Linked DNA regions of Pan troglodytes: region 2 is linked to region 1. Evidence: chromatin contacts called from public Hi-C data. All regions are on one chromosome and are shown on one strand. Each heading gives the region's core, a stretch centred on a gene start, on an enhancer-like site or on the middle of the called end of the contact. The rest is flanking DNA. Distances are from core to core; before and after follow the strand shown.

Region 1 (7,791 bases), core at 2,291-4,790:
TGCTTCCTCCCTAAGTGAGGGAACTCAGAAGGCTTGACCCCAGAGCTGGACAAAGCAAGACCAGTATTTCTGTGGTTGTATGTTGCGGGGCAAATGACTTCTCCCTTGTCAGTTTCTATGCCCTGATCTGCAAGGATCAGGCTGAACTCTAACTGCAAGGCAAGCAGGCAGGGTCAAGCCCCAGGCCACTCGGGCCATCCAGGAGGAGGAAAGAGGGCTGGAACACTCCTGGACACCCTCAGACACCACTGGGCGCCGCTGGAGGAGATGTCTTAAGAGGCAGCTGCATGGGCTGAACTCTATCTGGTCTCTACCTGTCTTCTGTAATAGGTACTTATTTCATAAAAGATGATTAAGAAAACCTATCTCCAAGCAGTTCTGATTTTCAAATTTCTAACGAAGAAATGTGTTCATATGAATAACTGGTTCAGTGTTTATTCTGAGAGCATCTCTTATACATCAGTCCATCCTATGCCATCTGTTCCAGCTTGTTCAGTTACACAACTGTTTAATTGAGTTACTACTTGGTCCTAGCCTTTGTGCTAGAGCCTAGAGAAGTCTGTGTCCTTGACAGTCACATTGGGGTGGAAGAGATACCCATGAGAAACATTAAGTTCCTGTGTGATAAGAGCCTCCAGCCAGTTCCTTCCATGTGCTGAGGGAGCCTGGAAAGGAAAAGCATGACTAAATCTTGCTGTTCTCTTTTTGCCTGTGCTGGTCTGACTGTGGCCACAGGGAGGTGGGGGGAGGGGAAGGGGGTGGTGGAGTGGGCAGCCCGGTTTCCCTTCTTGATTGGGCTAGGCAGCAACCCCAGGAGGAGGGGAAGAACAAAGAATTTCCAAGGTGGCCACATTTCCCCCTGTCTGTTTCCTACATCTAAAGGACCTACAGTTACATTTGGCTGATTGACCACCCACTTGCATCTTCTCTCTCTCCTGACACGCTATGGTAAAGGAATAAAAAAGTATTCATCTCTTGTAGAAATGCCATTTGACCCAGCAATCCCACTACTGGGTATATACCCAAAGGAATATAAAACATTCTATTATAAAGATACAGGCACACGAACCTTCACTGCAGCACTCTTCACAATAGCAAAGACGTGGAATTAACCCAAATGCCCATCAATGATAGACTGGATAAAGAAAATGGTACACCCTGCACATGTACCCTGGAACTTACAATAAAAGTTGAAAGAAAAAGATGGATGCATAGCGCATAGTAGGATGAATAGCACATAGTATTTATCCATCTCTAAGGACAAAGAGAATAGGATAGAAACAACAGCAGTTTGTGGTTTCAACCACTTTTCAGGTGGCAGGAAGCAGTTGAAAGGATAAATGGTACTTGGTTGGGCTGAGCAGAGGAAGTTAGTTGTGGACTGTGCAAAAAGTGTGTTCTCAGAGGCAGCTGCACATGAAGGTCAAAAGACCAGGGCTCAAGTTCCATTGTCCCTGAGGTCAACATGACCTTGGATAAGTTACTTTCCTCTCATTTCATCATAATATGAAGTGATTATACGAGATATGTGATTCTTATCTTCTGGTGTCTGAGAAAATTACCTGAAAATTTTTTCTTTCCAACATGTACATGCACATGTGTTTTGATTCTCATTCTGAAATGGGACTAAGATATTCAGATTTTTACAAAAGCTCTCCCAAAAAGCTTCAAGAGCCACTGTTGTAGATAGTCTGGAAGAGCCCTTTCAACTTGGACATTTCCATGTTTGGAGTGTGGGCTAAAGGAAAGTGTTGCAGGAATTGTATGGCGATCCAGGCATGAGGGTTCTCACAAGAGGCTGAGATCCTATCTGCTAGATATGGCAGAAGTGCCTTTGTGGAGACAATGACATTTGCAATGGGTAGGATGTTCAGAGAGTGAGACAGAGAGGTGGGCTCTGCAGGTGGAGGTTACAGCAGGAGCAAAATCCCGGAGATAGTACAGCAAGTGGCAGTTACTTGCAATCAAGAATTGCAATTACCCGAATGTGCTGGCATCCACTGAGGCATGACATGAAGAACCACAAATGTCCAGGTGAGTAGCTCGGTGCTCCATCCAATTGATGGTGTGGAGCCACTGCAGGTTTTTGAGCTAAAGACTGCACAATCAGAGTAGATCAGTCTAGCCATCACTCTATATAATGCACACAGGCTTCATGATTTCAATGCCTAGATTCGGCTCAGCTACTTTTTCTTGAGCACCTACTATGCAGTACTCTTTATTCCAAGTACTGCATACATCTTTATGACCCAGTCTTCTCTGTAGCTGTACAGCCACATCTCTCTGCAACCACTCTCTCACTCCTGTCACTCTCCTTGGACCCTACACTTCTGCTTTTCCTGATGATTTGAAATGAAGTGTGCTCCCTTATGCCTTGTTGTCCTCATAGAAGACCCTGCCTCTACTTAGCTTTCCCCTCTCCACATCAGCACACAGGAGATATTGCTTAAAGAACATTCTCCTGGCTGGGGTAGTGGCTCACACTGGTAATCCCAGCGCTTTGGGAGGCCGAGGCAGGATTGCTTGAACCTAGGAGTTCAAGACCAGCCTGGGGAACACAGTGAGACTCCATCTCTATGCAAATAAAAAATAAAAAAATTATCTGGGCCAGGTAGTGCACACCTATAGTTCCACCCACTTGTGAGGCTGAGGTGGGAGGATCGCTTGAGCCCAGGAGTTTGAGGCTGCAGTGAGTTTGCACCACTGCACTCCAGCCTGGGCAACAGAATGAGACCCTAGAAAAAAAAAAAAACAAAAAGGAAAAATTCCCTGGCTGAGGCTGGAGGATTGCTTGAGCCCAGGAGTTTGAGGCTGCAGTGAGTTTGTGCCACTGCACTCCAGCCTGGGTGACAGAGTGAGACTCTAGAAAAAAAAAAACAAAAAGGGAAAATTCCCCTGGCAGGACTCTCAGATGCTGCTGAGTAGCTCTCAGTCCTCTCTGTAACCCCAATATAACACATCTATCTCCGTGCTTACACTGGGTGGCTTTCACTTGTTTATCTGTGAATTGAAGAGAAGTGGCTTGAGGTCAGGCAGTGCTCCTCATTGGTAACTGCCTTCCCTGGGGCTAACCAAGGACCTAGAACAGAATAAGCTATTGAAAAGTGTTGAGGATTGAAAAAAATAGAAAAAATAGAAATGGCAAATATCTAGGCCAGTCACTGGACATAGAGAATGTTATTTAATTCTTATCGCACATCCTTGAGACATGTATTGCTATTTGCATTTTGTGTGAATATTCATTTGGGTAAGTTTATGTAATCCCTCCTCTGCAGAACTGGGATTCAAATGCAGGTGTATCTCTGTTCAGGTCCAGACTCTTCTGCCCTGAAGCAGTAGTACTTGGATGGAATGACGTAGGGTTGGACAAGCCACACACAGGCCACTTCCTCTCACTCACTTTTCTTTGCTTCCCACTCAACCAGGACAGTTCCCACGCACTTTTTCAAGATTCTTATCTGCTCCCACACTTGGGGAAGTTCCCAATGCAACCTATCAATCCATCACCACCACGAATACCACCCAGGAGAGGTGGGGAAAGGAGTTTACCACATGGTCACTGGGTGTGAGCAACTGTTCCCTGTCCCTATGGCTTCCCACTTGTGGCTCCCACCATGGCCTGGAGTTTTGGGTGGAGTTTTTCAAATAAAAGCCCTCAGCATTGCAGGACGGCACAGTGGTGAGCTCTTAGCTTCACCAGGCTCATCAAAGCTGCTCCAGGAAGGCCCAAGCCAGACCAGAAGACATGCAGATCATCACCACAGCCCTGGTGTGCTTGCTGCTAGCTGGGATGTGGCCAGAAGATGTGGACAGCAAGAGCAGTGAGTGTGGCAGGCATCATTTTGCTTCTCTCTGGGGAGGGCAGAAACATGGTCAGCCACTCTGGGGTTGGAGCAGGCTTCTCTTTGAACTCACCAACTCTATCTCCCCTCTTCCTACCTAAAGAGGAGGAGTAGTGAACTTGGACAGGCTGGGGGTGAGGGCTAGTAGGAGAACCATGAGTTGGGGCAAACACAGAGAACTGAACTGACAGCTGCAGTACAAGGAGGCTCTGCTTCATCCAGACCCAAAGAAGGGAACCTGTGAGGTTACTCGGGTAAAGCTGGGAGGCCCGAGGCCCAAGGCCCAGAGGAGAGCCTGGGTGTAGCTTCTACAGTGTGACAGACACCAAGTAGAGTCAGAAGCCAAGACCAGGCTCTAACAATTGGTCACTCTTGGGCAAGTCACTTTAGCTCTCAAACTCTACTTTCTCTATCAGTGAAATGGAGTTGATGATGTCTGCCCTCCAAGACTGTTTGGAGAATACCAACCTAGTAAGAGGCATGAAAGGGGGTGCAAACAGAAAAACTAGGAGAAAGAAGCTGGGATTGGAATGCAGGTCTCTTGTGGGATGTGGTGTGGGAGGAGAATGCACAAATGGACAGAGTGGGGGTTGGGAGCTGGGAAAGAGCTAAGGACCAGGGCAGGAGGGGATTCAAGAGACTGAGTAGGGCAGCTAGCTAGTTCCTGGGAGCTCTTCCCTTGTCATCTCATCAGTTTGGACTCCTCGAACAATTCCTAATCTTCCCCAGATCAGGTCTGTGAACTGTGGACCACTGTGTCCTGCATCAGACTAACCAGGTCCCCAGGGTGTGGGGTCCAGAGCCCTTGGACATGAATACTGGGGCAGAACCATGCACATGTGGTGAAATACCAAAACTGGATGAGCCTTTAGAAACCAGGCTCCAAAAAGTTTTATTTTACAGATGGGAAGTCTGGGGCCAGGGTGAAGGCACATCTTCCTCAGGGCCACTCAGCTGGGGTGCGGGGAGCTCAGATCTGAACCCCAATCTTCTGACTCTTTACCTAGCCCCAGAACAAGGTGGCTGATGAGACAGAGCTATGCCGGCACCGTCTGGATGTGGTCCCCAAGCCAGGGCTTGTCCTGGGAGGCTTTTTTTGTTTTTGTTTTTTAAAAATTGTGCTACAGGTGAGAGGTTGAGAAATGGATGCAAACCATCATTTGTGTTTCTCTTCTAGTGCAGGTACCCTTCTCCAGATGTTGCTTCTCATTTGCGGAGCAAGAGATTTCCCTGAGGGCAATCCTGTGTTACAGAAATACCAGCTCCATCTGCTCCAATGAGGGCTTAATGTAAGTGATCACCTGCTCAATCTCTCCCTAGAGAACAGAACCCCGCCAGCCTGGAATTACAAGAGTAGACACTAGATGACAGTATTTTACCGGAATAAGGTTTCTAAACCCAGAGCTGCCAGCACCTGGGTGCAAGCCACACTTGGGCGCTAGAGGGAGCGCTGAGCTTCCTAGCAGGTGTGAGGAAGGATGCATCTGTGCTCCTGCAGTGACTTGTGTTTCCTGAAACTCCAAGGTGCCAAGTATTGTATCCCAGCATTATGAGCTCAGAGGCTTAACAAAAGCATGAGGGGTTATTGTGCACTGGAAAGAGGAAGGGAACCAGGATTAGTTCCTGCCTCTGGATTTGGAACCCATAGTCTTGGGTGACCGTGGACAGGTAACTCCTTTGTACTGAATTATCTGTGTATCCTTCTGTATTCCTTATCTGTGAAGGGTCATAAACATAGCTGCATCACAGGGTCTTTACAAACTTAATTGGAGTAGCTTTCACATACCAGTCAGTATTTTAAGGCTTTTTCATGCATATTCTCTCTGTCGATCCTCTTGGGGCACATATTTTTGTTATCATGAAAAGTGAGGTTCAGGAAGGTAGAGATATTTGTCTAAGATCAACCAGAGAGTAAGAGATAGAGTTGGTCTATAGATTGGACAATAGTCCAGTTTAGGAAGTAGACAGATCAGAAGAGAAAAATACACACCCACACACACAAGGCGCGTGCGCGCACACACACACACACAAACACATGAGTCCAACGCAACAAGTAAGGCCCCAGATGGACACAGAAACATTAAAGTTGGTGCAGAGAGCTATTCCAGGATGGGAATTTCTCATCCCACCTAATCGTCAGAATGTTTTCAGGCTCTTCAGCCCCACCCTGATACACCAAACTGAAACCAGGAGAGGGGTCCAGGAAGTTCAATTCATAAGCTCCTGGTGCTTTGGCTGTTCCCCAGCGTGCAAACCACACATCCTGTGCAGCAACTTCATTTACAGAGGGGAGCCCAAGGCCCAGCAAGAGCAGTTTAGGGGACCTGGCAGCCGGAGGAGGTGGGGCTTGTGCTTTGCCCACCCGGTAGTGGCTTGGGTGGCTCAGCCTTCTCTCTTATTCTCTGTTCACAGATTCAAGCTGAAGAGAGGCAAAGAGGCCTGCGCCTTGGACACAGTTGGATGGGTTCAGAGGCACAGAAAAATGCTGAGGCACTGCCCGTCAAAAATAAAATGAGCAGATTTCTTTCCATTGTGGGCTCTGGAAACCACGTGGCTTCACCTGTCCCCCAAACTACCAGCCCTACACCATTCCTTCTGCCCTGCTTTTGCTAGGTCACAGAGGATCTGCTTGGTCTTGATAAGCTATGTTGTTGCACTTTAAACATTTAAATTATACAATCATCAACCCCCAACCCTCTGGGTCTCTTGGATTTCAGAGTGAAAACTTGATTGGCATTGAGAGGTGGGAGCCAGGGGCTGAAGGATGGGTCAGGAGGAGGGAGATGTGTTGCACCTGGTGCCAGGGGAACTGGGCTAATAAGTGACTCACTAGCTCTCAGTGACTGCCTTTGTCCTGGGGTGTAAGCTTTGAGTCGGGGTGGTGGTGCAGATTCTCTGCCTCCAGATTTGGCTGCCAGGAGTGGTACAGTGGAACAGAAAGCTGGGGTTCACAGCTGGGTCCACATTTGGGTGCAGGACTCTTCTTCTCCCTGCCCTGCCCAGAGGGCTTGGGGGGGGTGATGTTATCACCAAATCACAACTGCCCTAGCTGGAGGGGATCATGTGAGGTTGTCTGCCTGTAAAATGTTGCTAAACCCATTTTATAGATGAGGTGACTGAGGGCTAAAGAGAGATGCAGCAATTCAGGGGCAGATCTGGCATTAGAGCCTAGAGCTGTTGCCTCCTAGGACAACTCCTCCAGGTGTCCCACATTGCCAAGTGTACTGCCTGATGCAGTGTGGTACCAGATCTGGGGGACAGGCCCTGCTGTTGTCAGCAGTGCCCATCTCTTCTTGAGGAAGATCTCAGTGGGTGTCCAGGCATGGGTAGGTTCTGGGTCTGATTGAGATGCCCACCCAGCTTATCTGGAGGAGTGAGGCTGTCTTGGGAAGAGCAGGATAAACCCTCGGTGGACATATAGGAAGAGCAGGGCCAACGCTTTAAAAGGGACAATCACAAGCTTCAATTTGTACAACGTGTGATTCAAGGAAGAATAGCCAAGGAAGGAAGTGTTTCTAGGTCTTGGGGTTGGCACACCTTTAAAGATCACTTTTAGAGGGCAAAGGTCTCATGCTGTGTTTCCCTCATTCCCCATTCAACACGTCACACATCTGGCCCAGTCTTCTTAATCTGCCTCCTCCCCTCCACCCCCATGACTTCCCTTCTTTAGCCCTTATGACTGCCCCCTGTCACACATCTGGCCCAGTCTTCTTAATCTGCCTCCTCTTCTCCACCCCCATGACTGCTTTTCTTCAGCCCCTATTTTCTCTTGCTTGGACTATTGCAGTAGGCTGTTTTCCGCCCTCCCTTCTCAACTCCACCTTATCCACAGCCAATAGCTAGTCTTCCTGGCATCCATTCTTCCCTCTGGATGACTCAAAAACCTTCACACCTTCCTCCTGCCTTCAGAACTGAGTCTAAACTCCCCACCCTGATATTCTAATTCCTC
Region 2 (7,791 bases), core at 3,641-6,140, 430 kb after region 1:
TCACAGGGCAGGCCTGTCGAGAATGTGCTTCCTGGGAAGTTCAGCTTCTCAGCCACCATGACCTTCTGTCTCAGAAGGGCTGATCTAGGGAGCAGGAATTAGTCTGTTCAATGTGCCCCCAGAAGTCCAAAACTAGAACAAGTGTCTGAAAAACATCAACTACAAGAAAGTCGCTGCTGACCCGAAAGAATCAAATACGTTCTGTTGATTAAAGTGAACAGAAAAACTAACAGCTCGGCTGCCTTGGAAGGAGTGAGCTCCTGATCTTGGGATGTGCCCAAGGGGCAGGCATGAAAATCTCCTGCAGCTCTGAGGCTCTAAGGCCTGTTTCGTGCATCTGGAAGGACCTTGATTATTGATAGCCTGTCTAGGTTGACCCCACGTGCCTCCTCAAAGGATTCTGTGATGCCGGAGTATGAACGAGTGAGACCTCACACCTGCTCTTTCCTTTTAATCCTGACATCTGTTTCCTACAGGAAATGTCCAGAGCAAGTCAGAGTGGCCTTTTTCTCTTGGTTTTATTTTCTTCCCTGCTAAGTTGGTCCTCATCCCCTGGATTAGGGCACATTCCCAGTGCATGAGGTCCTAGAAGAGGTGACTTCCCAGGTCACCCAGCCACTGTCCCTCACAGCTCGGTGCAGTCGCTGAAATCAATTCCTGCTCTGTCCCGTATTCACCTCTTTCCAAGCCTGAGCTTATTCATTTGAAAAATGGCTGGATCTCATTGGCCTTGCAGCATTGATGTTTGTGTTCATTGAACAAGCATTCTCTGAGTATCCAGTATGTGCCAGGCACTGTGGTGAACAAAAGAGACAGAGGCTCCCTGTCTGGAGGAAACAGAAAGTAAACATGCAATTCAATGTCAGGGAGTAATAAGAATTTTAAAGAAAAACAAAGCAGGGTGAAGGGATAGTGATTGGTTCTGACTGGGATTGAGGAAGTGAATCAGGGATGGCTTCTTTGAGGAGGTGACTTTCTAAGCATGCAACTGTCCAGGGGAGAGTGTTTTAGGCAGAAGTAACAGCATGTGCAAAGGCCCTGTGATGGGCATGGCTGGCTATGCTGAAAAGCAAGGTCAGGTTGACTGGAGCTCCAGGAGACATACGAGGGTGGGACATACGACATGGACCAGCCTGTGCAAGGCCTCCAGGGCCTTAGAGACCTCAGAGGTCTTGAGGAAGGAATCAGAAGGAATCAAAATTTAGAAAGTTTTGAGCAGAGAAGTGGCAGAATCTTTGCCTTCTTGATCTTTCTCATTCCTGCTCTTCACCCAGAGTCTCAGCTGTAAATCTCTAAACCTCTGCAGTCTAAAATGCTTCTAGGACAGCATTGCCCAATAGAAATTTAATGCAAGCCACAAAGGCACTTTTAAAGTTTGCAGTGACCATATTTTAAAAATAAAACAGGGGAAATTAATTTATCATAATATATATATATATTTTTTTTTTTTTTTTGAGACAGAGTTTCGCTTTTGTTGCCCAGGCTGGAGTGCAATGGCATGATCTTGGCTCACTGCAACCTCCGCCTCCTGGGTTCAAGCAATTCTCCTGCCTCAGCTTCCCAAATAGGTGAGATTACAGGCATGTGCCACCATGCTCGGCTAATTTTGTATTTTTAGCACAGACAGGGTTTCTCCATGTTGGTCAGGGTGGTCTCGAACTCCCAACTTCAGGTGACCTCAAGTGACCCGCCAGCCTCAGCCTCCCCAAGTGCTGGGATTACAGGCATGAGCCACCATGCCTGGCTTTTATACTATATTTTATTTAGCCTCATATATCCAAAGTATTATCATTTCCACATGCAATCAATATAAACAATATTCATGACATATTTTACCTTTTGCCACACTGTCTTCAAAATCTGATGGTACTGTACACTTATAGCATATCTCAGTTTAGACCAGCCATGTTTCAGGAGTTCAAAGCCACATGTGGCCAGTGGATACTGCATTGAACAGAGAGCTCCTGCAGCCTGGGGTGGGGAAGACACCAGGTTCCTCTGCAGGAGCACCTGGTGAAGGGAGAGAGAGGGAGAAAGAGCCCATTCCAGATCACCCTGGGAAGGTGGCGTTGGAATTGACCCTGCCTATTCTGGGGAACCTACCTGCCTGGCTCAGCTCCCTCTTGGGAAGCAGAGAGGATATAAATTGAGCCCAGAAGTAGAGAGGATATAAATTGAGCCCGACAGACCCAGCATGGCTCTCATCTAATCGGTTCTAAGACTTGAATAAAGAGCCTTTTTAAAGGTCTACTGGAATCAGCGCCAACATTACTTTCTTAAAGGAAATGTTGAGAACGGCCGAACAGCGCTCCTTCCCCATGCAGTTTTGAGTAGATCCGCTCCACCACCTCCTGCTCTGAAACTGATGGAGCCTGGCCCATGTTCAGAAGGCCCTTCTAGCTCATAAAGAGGGATTCAGCAAAGCAGTCCTTTTCCCAGACTGCACCTTCAGGCTAGCTGGTGGCTTAGAGGAACCTGAGAACACTCCCAGTTGACAACACACAGAACAAGGGCTTGATAAGCTGCTGTCAGCTGCCTGGGAGAGCTTAAGGGGTGGAGAAGCGCTGTGCTTTGCTAAAGCAGGGATACCAGCCCTCCTTTGTATCAAGCTAGAGGTAAGGGAGGAGACCACCCCTCATATTGTCTTATGACCAATTTCTGCCTCAAAGAAAAAGTAGGAGTTAAAGAAAAGACAGAAGTGAAATCAGTAGTCAGACAGCCCGGCGCTGCATTCCAGGCCTGGTAGTTAAAAATCAACCCCTGACTTAACTGCTTGTGTTATCTATAGATTCCAGACATTGTATGGAAAAGCATCGTGAAAATCCCTGGCCTGTTCTGCTCTGTTCTGATTACCGGTGCATGCAGCCCCCTGTCACGTACCCCCTGGTTGCTCAATCGATCACGACCCTCTCACACGGACCCCCTTAGAGTTGTAAGCCCTTAAAAGGGACAGGAATTGCTCACTCGGGGAGCTCGGTTTTTGGAGACGTGAGTCCGCCGATGCTCTCAGCTGAATAAAGCCCTTTCCTTCCACAACTCGGTTTCTGAGGGGTTCTTTTCTGCGGCTCATCCTGCTACATAGGAAGAGATGCAAAGTAAAACTGCATCAGTCCCAGCTGCTAGAGAGGCTGAGGCAGGAGAATGGCATGAACCTGGGAGGCGGAGCTTGCAGTGAGCCGAGATCGTGCCACTGCACTCCAGCCTGGGCAGCAGAGAGAGACTCCGTCTAAAATAAACAAACAAACAAACAAACAAATAAATAAATAAATAAATCTGCACTAGGCAGCCAAAGAAACAAGGGAGTTGTAAAATCTGGGCCCCGGCTCTCCCCTGGCATCCCCTCCACCACCTGTGGGTCTGCTCCATTTTCCTGCTGGCACCAGCTGACTCCCTGGACTCACACATGGCTCCTGTACCCCCAGAACTCTGGCCCACTGGGGCCACTGCCAAGCTCACCTCGACACACCCCTGCAGTGCAGGAGCTTCATCCCTCAGGGTAGAGAGAGAAGGAACTGTTATAGTGGTACTTCTCAGCACTTTTACCTGGCTTCCTACAGGGAAATGATACTTTTGTTTGAAGCAAACTTTATTGTGTTGCTCACAGCATGAGGCATATTCACAGACAGCGATGGTGGGATGGTGGGCCCAGGCTCTGGTCTCCAGCCCTTATTCTACTACCTGAAGCACGATGGGGACTAACATCTCAGCCACTGAGATCCTGGATAGAAAATCTTAAAACAAACTGAACCAGGGTTGTGAAAGGGTGGCACAATATGGAATAAGAACAAGCTACAGGTGAATTTCTAGAATTCTGTCCAGAAAGCTTGACATAGGCAGTGACATTCTTCTTACATATATACGGCCTTTGAGGCCCAAATGAAACACAAAAGGAGCCAGGTCAGACAATTTCTTTCCAGTAATTCCTGAAATACAACAAAGGCAGGGGAAACCCATAAGTGATAGAATCCAGTTTTCCCTGCTTTGCGGATAAAGACAGATTACTGATGTTTGCAGCCTCGGTTACCTAACAGACTTTCAGACTTCTATTACTATTACTTGCTGCAAACTTCTATTATCACAAGTTTTCTTTTACTAACCTGAACAATTGTAGAAGACTAAAGCAAAAAGTTGGTCCTGTACAGCACCCATCGACAGTGAGGCCTGCTGTGCTGGTTTGAGAGTCTTATAGCCATGACGCCCACCACCAGTTAGCAAAGTGGAGACCAAGAAGTAGCTTGTTATGAGCCAAGGATTCTCTGTGACTGTGTTCACAAGCAACCACACCTTTTCAATTCTGATATTGTGAAGCCTTTTATCGTATATTTTCTACTTCCCAAGCTTTGTAATAATACAGGCACTAGATGGCACCCCCTGAAGCTTAGGCTATTTTGGCTAAGGTGAAGGAAATGCTTTGCACGGCAGGCAGTAAACCTAGAGATGGATTCACAATGAATTAATAGGAGACAGGAAGGCCAGGGTCAGGGCACCTCCTCCTTGGACAAGACTGGCAGGACAAAGGGCACTTCCTGTCCTCCTGAGGCTGCTGTCAGAAGAGAATACTGGGCTGACCCTGCAGCGGGATCTTCTGCTCAGAGCCCACGAGATTTGTTGTTGCATTTGCGTAAGTGGGGATCTCAGCAGGGAAGCCTCTATACTCTGAAATGCTTCCGAGCCCCAGAAGGTGATGAATGCAAATGCAATCCAGGGCTACTTGGTGAACGTTGAATTAACTGTAGAAAATTACCTAAATGAGGTTGGTGAGTGAAATGTAAATGAGCCCAGGCTCCGCAGGAGCTAAGGAAAGGATCACAGTGGGAGACACAGTCAAGTAGGAGGTTGGGAACTTGGGAGTGAGCACTAACCAAATGTAGAAAGCCATGTAAACAGCTCGGTCGGGGGCAGTGGCTGGGAGGGCGGGGCAAGGCAAAGGGGCTGGCGAGCTAACCGGGGAACAGAGCTAATGAGGGAACAAAACAGTGGAATGGTGAGCTGAGCCAGTCTCCTGCAGATTCTGACCATCCAATGGGGGGTCTGAGGGGAGGCAGAGATTCACTTACTGAGGCAGTTTAGGCCCCAGCAACTCAAATAGCGTTCTTGTGCACCCTCGTTAAGGCAGTGCTATCTGGTTTGAGTAAAAGCATGAGAGTGGGTGGGTCATGATAAAGATGCCAAGAAAGAAGAAGGAAAATGTCATGAGAATCCAAGAACGAGCGCCTCCCTACATGCAGACCTCCCAGAAACGGGCCAGGAGCAGGAAAGGCTGATGTTTGCAGCCTCGGTTACCTAACAGACTTTCAGGCTTCTACTACTATTACTTGCTGCAAACTTCTATTTTGCCTGGTTGGTCCCTCAGAGTCTCATCTCTCCCCTGACATCCCCTCCTCCATCTGTGGATCTGCTCCATTTTCCTGCTGGCACCCGCTGACTCCCTGGACTCACACATGGCTCCTGCACCCCGAGAACTCTGGTCCATTGTGGCCATTGCCCAGCTCACCCCCATGTACCCCTGAAGTGCAGAAGCTCCACCCCTCCGGAGCCCTGACACTACATTTCCAAGAGAGGGGTCTGACAGGCACAGTTCATCTTTTGAGGTGAAGCTCAGAGCCCTTGCTTCCTGTCCAGTCTATGGTTTGGCTGCACTTGGGCCAGCTGTTGACCCTAGTCCAACCAAAGAGTGGGTCATATCATAAAGAGCATAGGTGTAGAGGATATGGGAGGAGGCATGGGTCACCTTAGAGCAGTGATTCTCCACAAAGGGTGGGAACCACAACAGAGCTGCACAGTTCTGGTCAGCTTTTACCACCCACCCCTGAAGTGCCCCTGCCCCCCACGCTGCAGAGTCCCTGCCGTACCAGGACACTGTGCTGGTGGGAAGAGGCACAACTGTCCAGCACATTGAGTTAGAACACCAGGAGAGCACCTTTGAAAGATCGCCAATGGGCAGCAGGGTGGCATCTCTGAAATAACATGGGTTTCCATGAACCAGAGCAGGTAGTTCTGTCTCAGAAATGCAATAATTGTGGTTTTTTTCCAGTTGGCAGGGGGAAAAAAACGAAAAAGCTAAGACAGAAAAGCCTCCCAGTTAAGCTTTTCTCCCATATGTTTTTCTTAAACCTTTGGTGCCTCCTACTGTTTGCCTGCTGTCACTCACTAGAGGATGACAAATGAGCACACAATTAGCAAAATTAGCGGACAAATATTATCAAACAGCTGATACCTCTTGCCTAGATTTGAGATGTTGTTTGTGTGTGAGTCAACCCATGTGTTAACGGCTGTAATTTGATATGGCTTATGCATAACATAGTCATATCTAACTGATGACATTGCTTCTGATTCTCAGGGGTAGGCAGGGGAGGGCAGGAACTGTGGAATAAAAGCAGCGAAACTGATTTGACTTTCTGGGTTTGATTCACTGCTTCCCAACTTGCTGAATGACACTGGGCAAGTGAACTAACCTCCCTGAGCCTCAATTTGCTCATTTATGAAATGACAACAAATAATAGTGTCTTAATTCTTTTGGGCTGCTCTAACAAATACCATAGATTGGGTAATTTATAAACAGTAGAAATGTATTGCTCACAGTCCCGAAGGCTGGGAAGCCCAGGATCAAGGCAGCAGCAGATCAGGTGTCTGGAAAGGCTCCCTCTGTGCTGCATTGATAGTGCCTATTGCTGTGTCTTCACATGGCAGAAAGGGTGAAGCAGTTCCCTTCAACTTCTTTTATAAGAGCACTATTTCTCTTCATGAGAATGTAACCCTCATGGCTTATTCACTTTCCCAAATCTCCCACCCACCTCTTACTACTCTCACATTGGAGAGTCAATTCTTCCAACATAAGAATTTGGGGAGGACACCAGCATTCAGACCTTAGTGAGTGATCATACAGGTTGAGCATCCCTAATCTGAAAATCCAGTATTCAAAATGTTCCAAAACTGAGGCTAGGCACAGTGGCTCATGCCTGTAATCACAGCAGTTTGGGAGGCCAAGGTGGGAGGATCGCTTGAAGCCAGGAGTTTGAGACCAGCCTGGCCAACATGGTGAAACCCTGTCTCTACTAAAAATACAAAAATTAGCCAGGCATGTTGGCACATGACTGTAATCCCAGCTACTCAGGAGGCTGAGGCATGAGAATCTCTTGAACCCAGGAGACTGAGTTTGCAGTGAGCAGAGAGATTGTGCCACTGCACTCCAGTCTGGGCAACAGAGCGAGACTCTGTCTCAAAAAAAAAAAAAAATCCAAAACTTTTTGAGCACCAAGATGACAGTGCAAGTGGAAAATTCTGTGCCTGACCTCATGTGACGAGTCACAGTCAACATGCAGGCACACAACACACGGTTTAATCAGCCTGCCATTGTTTGCTATTGCTCTTGCTTAATAGCAGATACAGGTATTCTGGTGATGCTACTGTGCTGCTTGGTTACCCCGAATACATGATTTTTCCCACCGTATTAATGGTCTGTCCTATTTTTTTACTCTTAAGTACTTATGCATGAATCAGTATAAGAAAATGGTTGCTTTAGGTAGCATCAAAATTCAGAGTCAGGAATAATGGTGACACAAAGCAACCACAGGTTGTCCACATGGGTGGCTGAGATGGTGACACCCTTGCTTTCTGATGGCTCAGTGTACACAAACTTTGTTTTATGCACAAAACTATTAAAAATACTGTATAAAATTATCTTCAGGCTATGTGTATAAGGTATATTAAAACACAAATAAATTTTGTGCTTAGACGTGTGGCTTATCCCCGAGATATCTCATTATCTATATGCAAATATGTATTCAAAAA

Evidence for each region. A called contact is a pair of places that touch in the nucleus more often than the background predicts.
Region 2: a Hi-C map of induced pluripotent stem cells shows a contact between it and region 1, with 1.9 times the contacts expected there. The contact joins the enhancer-like site here to the promoter of CCL1 in region 1. A contact is called at or near these places in 1 of 7 Hi-C or Micro-C datasets (induced pluripotent stem cells) and 1 of 1 other capture datasets (stem cell-derived neural stem cells).

Annotation. Positions count from the first base shown.
Region 1 is chr19:33,241,828-33,249,618 of NHGRI_mPanTro3-v2.0_pri, forward strand. CCL1 (C-C motif chemokine ligand 1) reads left to right here and starts at 3,541. Exons shown (of 3, transcript XM_003315525.5): 1 at 3,541-3,821; 2 at 5,020-5,131; 3 at 6,255-7,791. The coding sequence starts at 3,746. The coding sequence ends at 6,357.
Region 2 is chr19:33,671,306-33,679,096 of NHGRI_mPanTro3-v2.0_pri, forward strand. All of the region lies in intron 1 of ASIC2 (acid sensing ion channel subunit 2), which reads left to right. Among named protein-coding and RNA genes, the nearest start is that of ASIC2, 230 kb to the left of the region's middle. Within about 2 kb of position 4,891, at least 5 of the 24 cell types and tissues checked have an H3K27ac peak or open chromatin away from gene starts, as enhancers often do. A contact at or near this core is called in induced pluripotent stem cells, where this site is marked.